2 separate regions of the Oryctolagus cuniculus genome follow, and region 1 is linked to region 2. The links are chromatin contacts, called in public Hi-C maps. All regions are on one chromosome and are shown on one strand. Each heading gives the region's core, a stretch centred on a gene start, on an enhancer-like site or on the middle of the called end of the contact. The rest is flanking DNA. Distances are from core to core; before and after follow the strand shown.

Region 1 (4,005 bases), core at 468-2,967, 400 kb before region 2:
GAATTGTCACAGGAGTGAGAAATAACTTCTATTGTGTCAAGCACTGTTAATTTGGGGGTATTTTTGTTGTGGAAACCAATGTTACCTTCACTAATACATAAGATTATTCTGGAGGGGCCAGAAAACAATTCGAGGGAGTCCATCCTGGTAATCACGCTGGTACAGTGCCTTTCAGGAAAGGAGGCGCAAGCCCTTCACTGTAGTTGGTTCAGGGCAGAAATGCAAAGGAGCACCCGGACAGGATTCGGAGACCAGGTCCAAAGAGTTCTGCAGAGAGGCCAGGCTAACTTGTGTCTCACTGCAATGCATTTACCTGTGGCCATCCGGTCAAAAACAAAACAAAACAAAACAAAAATAAGAACAAAAAGCTCTGTTATCTTGAAGGGCTGCTCAAAGGAAGTTCACATTTCTTTTCTTTCTTTAACCTGAATATCATCAGCTCAGCTTTCTGAGAATCTACCAAAAAACAAAACTGGAATGATTTGAGAAAGTAAAATAATTATTCTAGGCACCTTCTTGAGTGAATTAAATAAGTTTTTATCCTCTAAAATTGAAAAGTGTGCCGCCAATGCAGCTACACCCAAACTCCATGGTGCAGGCTAGGAGGTACCCACCACCAATGTGTTTAGGTGCTCACTGGCTTCAAGCAATCTGGATTTCCAAACTTGTACCCCACACCACCCCCACATTCTCTCAACCATCCTAGTTCTCCAGGCCAGTGCATACCTCTTTTATGGGCTAAATTTCCTGATGGTTATGATTTTAAAATCTCTGGCCTCAGAGTGCTATAATTACCTCTTGATGATGTAATTAGTAACAAAATTTAATGGGGTATCATGGGACACCTAGAACCTTTCCCAACGCATCCACTTCATTTATAAAGGGTTTTGATCCACTTCACCAACCAACTGCCCATAAAACCAGGGCTCCCCTGGCGACAGAATCCACCCACTCCTAGTGAATGCTGCACACTGACCTACGCCATAACGCTAGGTTGAAAATATTATAAATGTTGTCAGTGACCAGTAACTCACAAGCGCTCTCATTACCTTGCTAGCAGTAGAGGCAGGTGTGCTGAAGTTAGCACCCTGGGATGCATTAGCCATGATGTAGGGAATTAGTCACGAGTCCCCAAAAGGCATGTTTTCCCCACTGCGAGGCTGCCAAGGGCTTAACGCGAGAGCTCCAGTGTGAGAGCCGGGCGTTCTCTGGCAGCTTGGCCGCTGTCTAATGAGAGCCAACCCTGAGTTCACAGGAGGGGGAGGTTGTCCTTTCAACCCTGCCCTCACCTGCCACCCCCATCACAGTGAAGGTTGCCAAAAGAGAATCCAGGCACGGCCCTAATGTGACATTCTAAAGGCCCTGCCAGACGGCTGAGTGTCCAACACACACCCCCACAGCCTGGTTTGTGTCTGCTTACTTTTCCGGGGTTTACATTTCAAAGGTGAAAGGATAAAACACACACACACACACACACACACACACAACCAGATCAGAGCTAATTCCGAGTGTGCTACAGGAGACTTTGTGGCCAGATGTAATGACAAACACATCCGCAAAATCCTCTAATCTGATAACAATGCCACTTCATCAGTAAAGAAGACACACTTCAGCTTGGGAAGTCCTTGGGGATTCCTTGGAAACTTCTAGAGTGAGCTCAGTAAACCAATGGCCTGGAGACTTTAAATAGAACTTGGATATACAGATGAGCAAGCAAGTGAGGTGCCCGTTTTTATTGCTGGGATCAGTTCTGACATTTAAAGCCATCGGTAACTTGGAAGGGGAAAGAGAGGACTACTTCCAAGGGAAGCCGGAATGATGCATGACTTAGCCAGCAAGGACCTCAGCAGAGAATGTGAGTGAGAACACCATTGTGCCAGTTAGAAATCTCTTTGAACAGACCTGACGCAGAATGGAAAATTGAAATAGTCCCTAAAACGGAGGCAGAGCTCAAAGTTCCAAATGTGCTGTCTGAACCTGACCTCAGTGTGGCCTACACATGCTAGAGGAACCTGGAAGAAACTCTCTGGACATCGGCAGGCTCCTGCTGCCTCCCCCGGGGGGCTCTCTTGATCACCGATTCCCTCCTGAGGTCTACAACTAGTTTTAACCTTGGGGTCATCTTTTACCAGCTATGTTATCTCAACCCAATCTGCAAAACAGGAATCATAATCCAAATTTTTTTTCTCGGAATATGGAGATTACCTGAGGAAATGTAGGAGATTCCACTTAAAAAACTAAAAGCAGAAAACAAATCAAATAAAAAAAAACCCAGCTTGCTCCTGAATCAGACAGGGAGAGAAATGTATATTCTGAAAACTTCAAGTCCTACTCAAGGAAATTGCTCGACCCTTGGCCGAGTAAGAGTTTGTTTTAAAGGTCAAAGATTTATAGGAAGGCTCTGGTGTTGTACACCAGGGGGTGGGTGGCAAGCACGGCTGTGAGCGAGGACTTGCTCAAATCTGTTTCAGGGAAAAAAATGGTACAGATGCGAGGCACGGCCTGTCTCAAGTTCAGGATGCTTCTTGGGGGAAGAGGGACAGCACCACAGACATCCGCATGCTTTTTCCTGGAGGTAAGCACACGGTGTCCTTTGGGAAACGATCCATGAGTCAGGCCCCTCTCCGGCCCCCTCAGCGGGGGGTCAGTGAAAAATGCTCACAGGTGCCCCTTCACCACTCAGGGCCTCTTAACATTAGCAGGATGCTAATTCCCCCAGATGCATGCCTATGAGACCCTTACTGGCTTCCTCCTGGGTTACGGCCCTCATCTGTAAGGTCTCCCTGTGCTAGTGCCACCCACGTCCCCACATCCAGTGCTTCCTGATAGGTAACCAGAGACAGGTACTTTCCTAAAGATCACGTTAAAGAAAACCCATGATCATCCACAAACGACTCAAACTCCTTTACCTGCCAATTAAGGACATCGAGACCTAGCCCCTACCCATCTTCCCAAGCTCTCCCTACTCAGAACCTCTGCTTTCCTCAAGTTGCACCTGTTGTCCAAACACAGAGCAGATGTCCCTGCCTGCCTGACTTGGTCTGTGCTGGCTCCGTTTTCTTTTCCAGGCGTGGCATCATCCACAGCCATGGGCACGATCTGCACAGCCCCTCTGCCTTCCTGGAGCCACCTGCTGGATTTGCCTCCTACAGTCTTCTGAAACTTCCCCAGAGCGCCTCTCTGTGGCTCTATGGATTTTCCTCCAAGCACCTATGTGTTTCCTTTGTAATGAGGTTAGTTCTATCCTTTCTGTATTTTGTCTTCTACTGTAGATTCTTTGAGGTCAGGAACTCACGTCTTCATTCTCCTGATTATATAATTCTGTAGGTGTCCCATGTTTGTTAAGTGATGGCTGTGCTACTGAACAGATGAAGTTTAAGCTTTCTTCTTTTGCTTATTCTGTTCTACACAAAATGCTCTACCAGGCATAAAGTCAAGTTCAAGACTCATCTTCTCCATAAAGCTTCCTCAGACCCCACCAACCCCTCTGCTATCTTTATTGTCTATATGCCCAAAAAGCCCAACAGGTACTCACCTCATGTCCACCAGCTGTTTGAAGATCACTGATCTTACTTCTCTAAAACACAGTCTTAAATCTGAGCTCCATGGATAGGATTAGGGAGACCATGAACCCTCCAAAATTAAATGCAAATTTGTGTGTCAATTCCTAGGTGTCCTAGAGTGCCCAAAGCTCCATGGCCCAAAAAAGGTTAAAAGAAGCACTGTTCTAAGAGGACCTAGTGCAAAGTGGAGTATGTCTTGGACGTCTTTCCCATTTCCTCCAGAGGCTAGCTAAGTGTGAGGCTGTCCTCGAATGGCTGGAAGTATCCCGGATGGGACCAGTGTTCCTGGATTTCCATTGTGCCCCACCCAGCACAGCTACTGGCTGGTGTGCTGCATAGCATTTGGTAATGGCATTGTACCCGGGCAGACACAGAAGCCCAGGACTGTGGTGAGTTAATGCCTAAATCAGAACGGTAGAAGAGCACCTGGCCTAAAAGAGTT
Region 2 (4,015 bases), core at 98-2,597:
ACTCACACAATAAAGTCACAGCGCGGTGGTCAGCCTTGCCCTCCGGCGGCGCCTGTGTGGTCTCGGTGCCGGAGCTGGCGGTCTAACCAATTCCATCTTGGCTTGGGGACCGCGAGGCCTGCCGCGGGTTGGGGCAGACGCCCTTCGTCCGGTCTCTGGGGGCCTCGGGACCTGAGAAGGGGGGGAGGACCCCTACTCCTTTGGTAAGACTAGATAGGAGGATCTCCGGGCTGCTGCGCACACTGCTCCCCGCCAGCGACCACTACCCGTCCAGCTCCTCTGTTCGCCAGACCCGTGAACCCGCCACCAGCCCGCGCGCCGGGAGGCGCCGGGGCAAGGAACGCTGCTTGCCAGCTGCCTCGGTGCGCCTGCTTTTTTTGCGCGGCCAGGTGGCCTCTGGCTTTTCCGCTTTTCCACACGCGGTCTGGGGATCGAGCACTGTTCTGCCAGCCTCGGGGTGGATGAATACGTTGGAGTTCTGGTTTGCAGGATCAGCCGCCAAGGTGATCCTGGCGATAAAAGGAATGTAGCCTTTGGCCACGACTGGCGCATGGAGCTGCCAAGTTGCCTGGCCTGCATGCTCCATGGACCTGGATGGCAGCTTTCCTAAGGAGCAGAGTTCCTGGCCTGGGGGTGGTGGTGATGGTGAGATGCACACCAAGAGTGGTGTGAGGCCTCCTTCCTGGCTGCCAAACTTTGGATACCTTGTGATACCTCTCTGCTTTTAGCAGGTCTCTCAGGCTGTGTCTGCAGCTTGAGGACCCAAGCAGCAAGTGGATCTCTGTGGCCGGATTCCCGGGGCAGAGGCCTCAAGAGGGCCTCCATGGGAGGGATTGGGGTAGGAGTGGTGTTGCTCAGGCCCGGGAACACAGCTGGCGGCTCTGCCAGGCCGCACCTTCTCTGGACTAGGCGAGAGGCGCCCGTTACTGGAAAATGCCTCAGCAGCAACTTAAAGCTGGTAGAAACAGGCCAGGCCCAGGTAGCCTGCGGAAAACGGGATTGAAAAGCCAATGAAGATGGAGAAGAGTCCCAAGGGACACTGGGGCAAAGACCCCCTCCACCGGATGCTCCCAGCTCCCGAAGCCTGGCGGGGAAACCTGCAGGCTTCGCCTTTGCTCTACATGTCTCTGCTCAGCCGGCAGCCTCCTCCTTCGCCATCGAACATTGCGGGTGTTATCATAATACCCTGAAGGGGGGGAAAACGGGCCGGGGGATGTAGGCGGTGCTGAAATGACCGGCTTTGAAGAACCTGCAGGCAAAGTTTCGTCCAATCGCCTGAGCCTGTCCTCTTATTCCCGGTTGTAACTAAATACTGTTGCGAGCGCAGCCGAAGCCCTTTGTTGGAGATGTGTGAGCGCAGTCTTTACAGAGCGGGCTATGTGGGCTCGCTTCTCAATCTGCAGTCGCCTGACTCTTTCTACTTCTCCAACCTGCGGCCGAATGGCAGCCAGCTGGCCGCGCTTCCCCCCATCTCGTACCCTCGCGGCGCGCTGCCCTGGGCCGCCACGCCCGCCTCGTGCGCCCCCGCGCAGCCTGCGGGCGCCACTGCCTTCGGCGGCTTCTCGCAGTCCTACCTGGCCGGCTCCGGGCCTCTGGGCCTGCAGCCCCCGGGCGCCAAGGACGGACCCGAAGAGCAGGCCAAGTTCTATTCGCCGGAAGCAGCCGCCAGTCCGGAGGAGCGCGGCCGTACGAGGCCGCCCTTCGTCCCAGAGTCTAGCTTGGCCCCTGCAGCCGCTGCTCTCAAGGCCAAATACGACTACGTGGGTATGGGCCGTGCCGCGCCGGGCTCTGCGACCCTGCTCCAGGGGGCCCCCTGCGCCGCCGGCTTCAAGGAGGATACGAAGGGCACGCTCAACTTGAACATGACAGTGCAGGCGGCAGGCGTCTCCTCTTGCCTGAGACCTTCGCTGCCCGACGGTAAACGGTGCCCACGCTCCTCGGGCCGGGATGGGAGGTGGGGTGCAGGGGAGTGTGTAAAGGAAGGGGAGCTGCCGGAGGAGGTGGGGGGCGCACGGGCAGCCAACAGGGAGAGGGCTCGACTGACGGTGCGCTGGGGTTGTGTTGCAGGCCTGCCATGGGGGGCTGCCCCGGGGAGGGCCCGCAAGAAGCGAAAACCCTACACGAAGCAGCAGATCGCAGAGCTGGAGAACGAATTCCTCGTCAACGAATTCATCAACCGGCAGAAACGCAAGGAATTGTCCAACAGGCTGAACCTCAGCGATCAGCAGGTCAAAATTTGGTTCCAGAACAGGCGCATGAAGAAAAAGCGCGTGGTGCTGCGCGAGCAAGCATTAGCGCTCTACTGACCACATGCGTGGCTGTGGGCAGCCCGGGCCTGCCCTTTTGGATGGAGGCCTGGCATGGGGAGGAGGAGCTGGGGCTGGAGCTGGGGCTTTCCTCCCCCCTCCCCCATTGCCCTCTCCGCTGGTTTGTCCTCATCTCCCGCTCTGCCTGCAGCCCCAGAAGCTAGCAAGATCTAGAGATGAGACCAGTTGGGCCTCCTCGCTTTCCTCCTCTCAGAGAGGCAGATGAAGGGGCCTTCGGAAGTTGGAGTGCAACCTTGGCCTTTTGGTTTCCGCGTGTGGAACTTCGGGTCACCCAAACTTACTCTTTGCTGGGACACTGCACCCAGGACTCACTTTTGCTCCCTTGTACTTGGATTTCTCTGTTTGCGCCTGGTTAGTTCTCCCTCCCCCCCTTCCCAGCCCTGACTGCATTAAGAGGCACCTACTCAGAGCTCAGAGTGGAAATTAATATAGGAAGGCCTCAGGACCGTGGAAAGGGCTGTGGATACAGCTCGGCGTCTTTGCCACCAGCCCTTTGTGGCAAAGCCAGGATCTCCAGTCTGGAGGAAGGATGGGGTGCCATCCCTCCTCGTTCCCCCCACTCACCTTTCTACCCTGGCCAATTTGGGAGGACTACAGCTGTCCTAGACCTCAGACCTCTAGAGGAAAGGAGAGGGGAGGGGCTGGGTGGCCAGACACCTTGGAATGTGGACTGGGCTGGCCCCTGCAGTTGGACAGAATGGCTCAGAGGCTTCCTTCCCAGAGAAGGGATGAGGGAGGCTCGGCCCACAGAGCAAGCTACAGTCTCCAGACAAGATTGGCAAAAATCTCCTTACTTCCAGCTTTTCACATGGGCTAAGCCCATGCATCTTGTGACTGGGCCCCCAGAGCTGAGCTCTGCTATGGGGAGCTGCTGGTCTGCTTTGAGGCTGCATTGCTCAGGGAGGTGTGCTCAGTGTCCAGGGAGTGGTGAAGGGAGTCAGGAAGGGGAAGAGGGGTCCTCCTATGCACCAGCTCTAAATATGGCCAAAGTGGCCACATGTCTTTCCTGAGTCACCTTAACAGCTACTGCAAGGAGAGGCAAAAACTCCTCCTGGAGTATCACAGGGTGGGGAAAGAGACTACGCAGATTCTCAGCGCCTGGTCACTGCTCTTGACAGAGCACACAGAACTAGAAGTTTCTCTCTCACCCTCTCCACTCCCCACCAACTCCACCAGAAGTCCAAGCACAGTGCCCCTTCTGTAGCATGTATGGTGCTGCACCAGTGGAGCCTTCAAGGCCCTGGGCCCTGCCAGGCTTGCCTTGTGAAGGCCGGGGCTCCGGAATGCCAGGGGGAGCTGCTCTGGGCATGCTAGGGTATCCAGCCTTCATTTCACCTACTCCATTGCCCTCTCCCAACTCTGACTTCTTCTACTACCCCAGCCTCTTCTCCCACTCCTTGTGAAATATAGCAAGATACACAACAACCAAAGAGTTCAGATTCCTTCCCAGAGACCAGTGGTTTCTTTTCAGTGGGAAACCAGAGCCTAGAGCTGGAATGAACACCTCACAGGGAGACTTGAGCTCAAGAGTTCAAAGGATCTCAGTTGACATTTAGACTGATTTCATTTTCTGTGCTTTCTAATAGTCGTCGTGCATGTTTTGTTTTGATTTTGTCAAAAACAATGGCTTGTATATATCAGACACATAGAAATGTTTTGAGTGGAAATAAATATCCAGGTCCCAGCCA

Evidence for each region. Hi-C and Micro-C count contacts between places; a contact is called where the count stands out from the background.
Region 1: a contact with region 2 is called in a Hi-C map of liver, with 6 times the contacts expected there. The contact joins the enhancer-like site here to the promoter of HOXD12 in region 2. A contact is called at or near these places in 5 of 6 Hi-C or Micro-C datasets (ear pinna, embryonic fibroblasts, liver and 2 more).

What each region holds. Positions count from the first base shown.
Region 1 is chr3:65,530,448-65,534,452 of mOryCun1.1, reverse strand. No RefSeq gene overlaps it. Among named protein-coding and RNA genes, the nearest start is that of LNPK, 300 kb to the right of the region's middle. Within about 2 kb of position 1,717, at least 1 of the 8 cell types and tissues checked has an H3K27ac peak or open chromatin away from gene starts, as enhancers often do.
Region 2 is chr3:65,128,930-65,132,944 of mOryCun1.1, reverse strand. HOXD12 (homeobox D12) reads left to right here and starts at 1,347. Exons shown (of 2, transcript XM_002712302.4): 1 at 1,347-1,917; 2 at 2,068-2,331. The coding sequence starts at 1,347. The coding sequence ends at 2,306. LOC138849163 (a long non-coding RNA gene) reads right to left here. Exons shown (of 3, transcript XR_011387582.1): 2 at 7-4,015.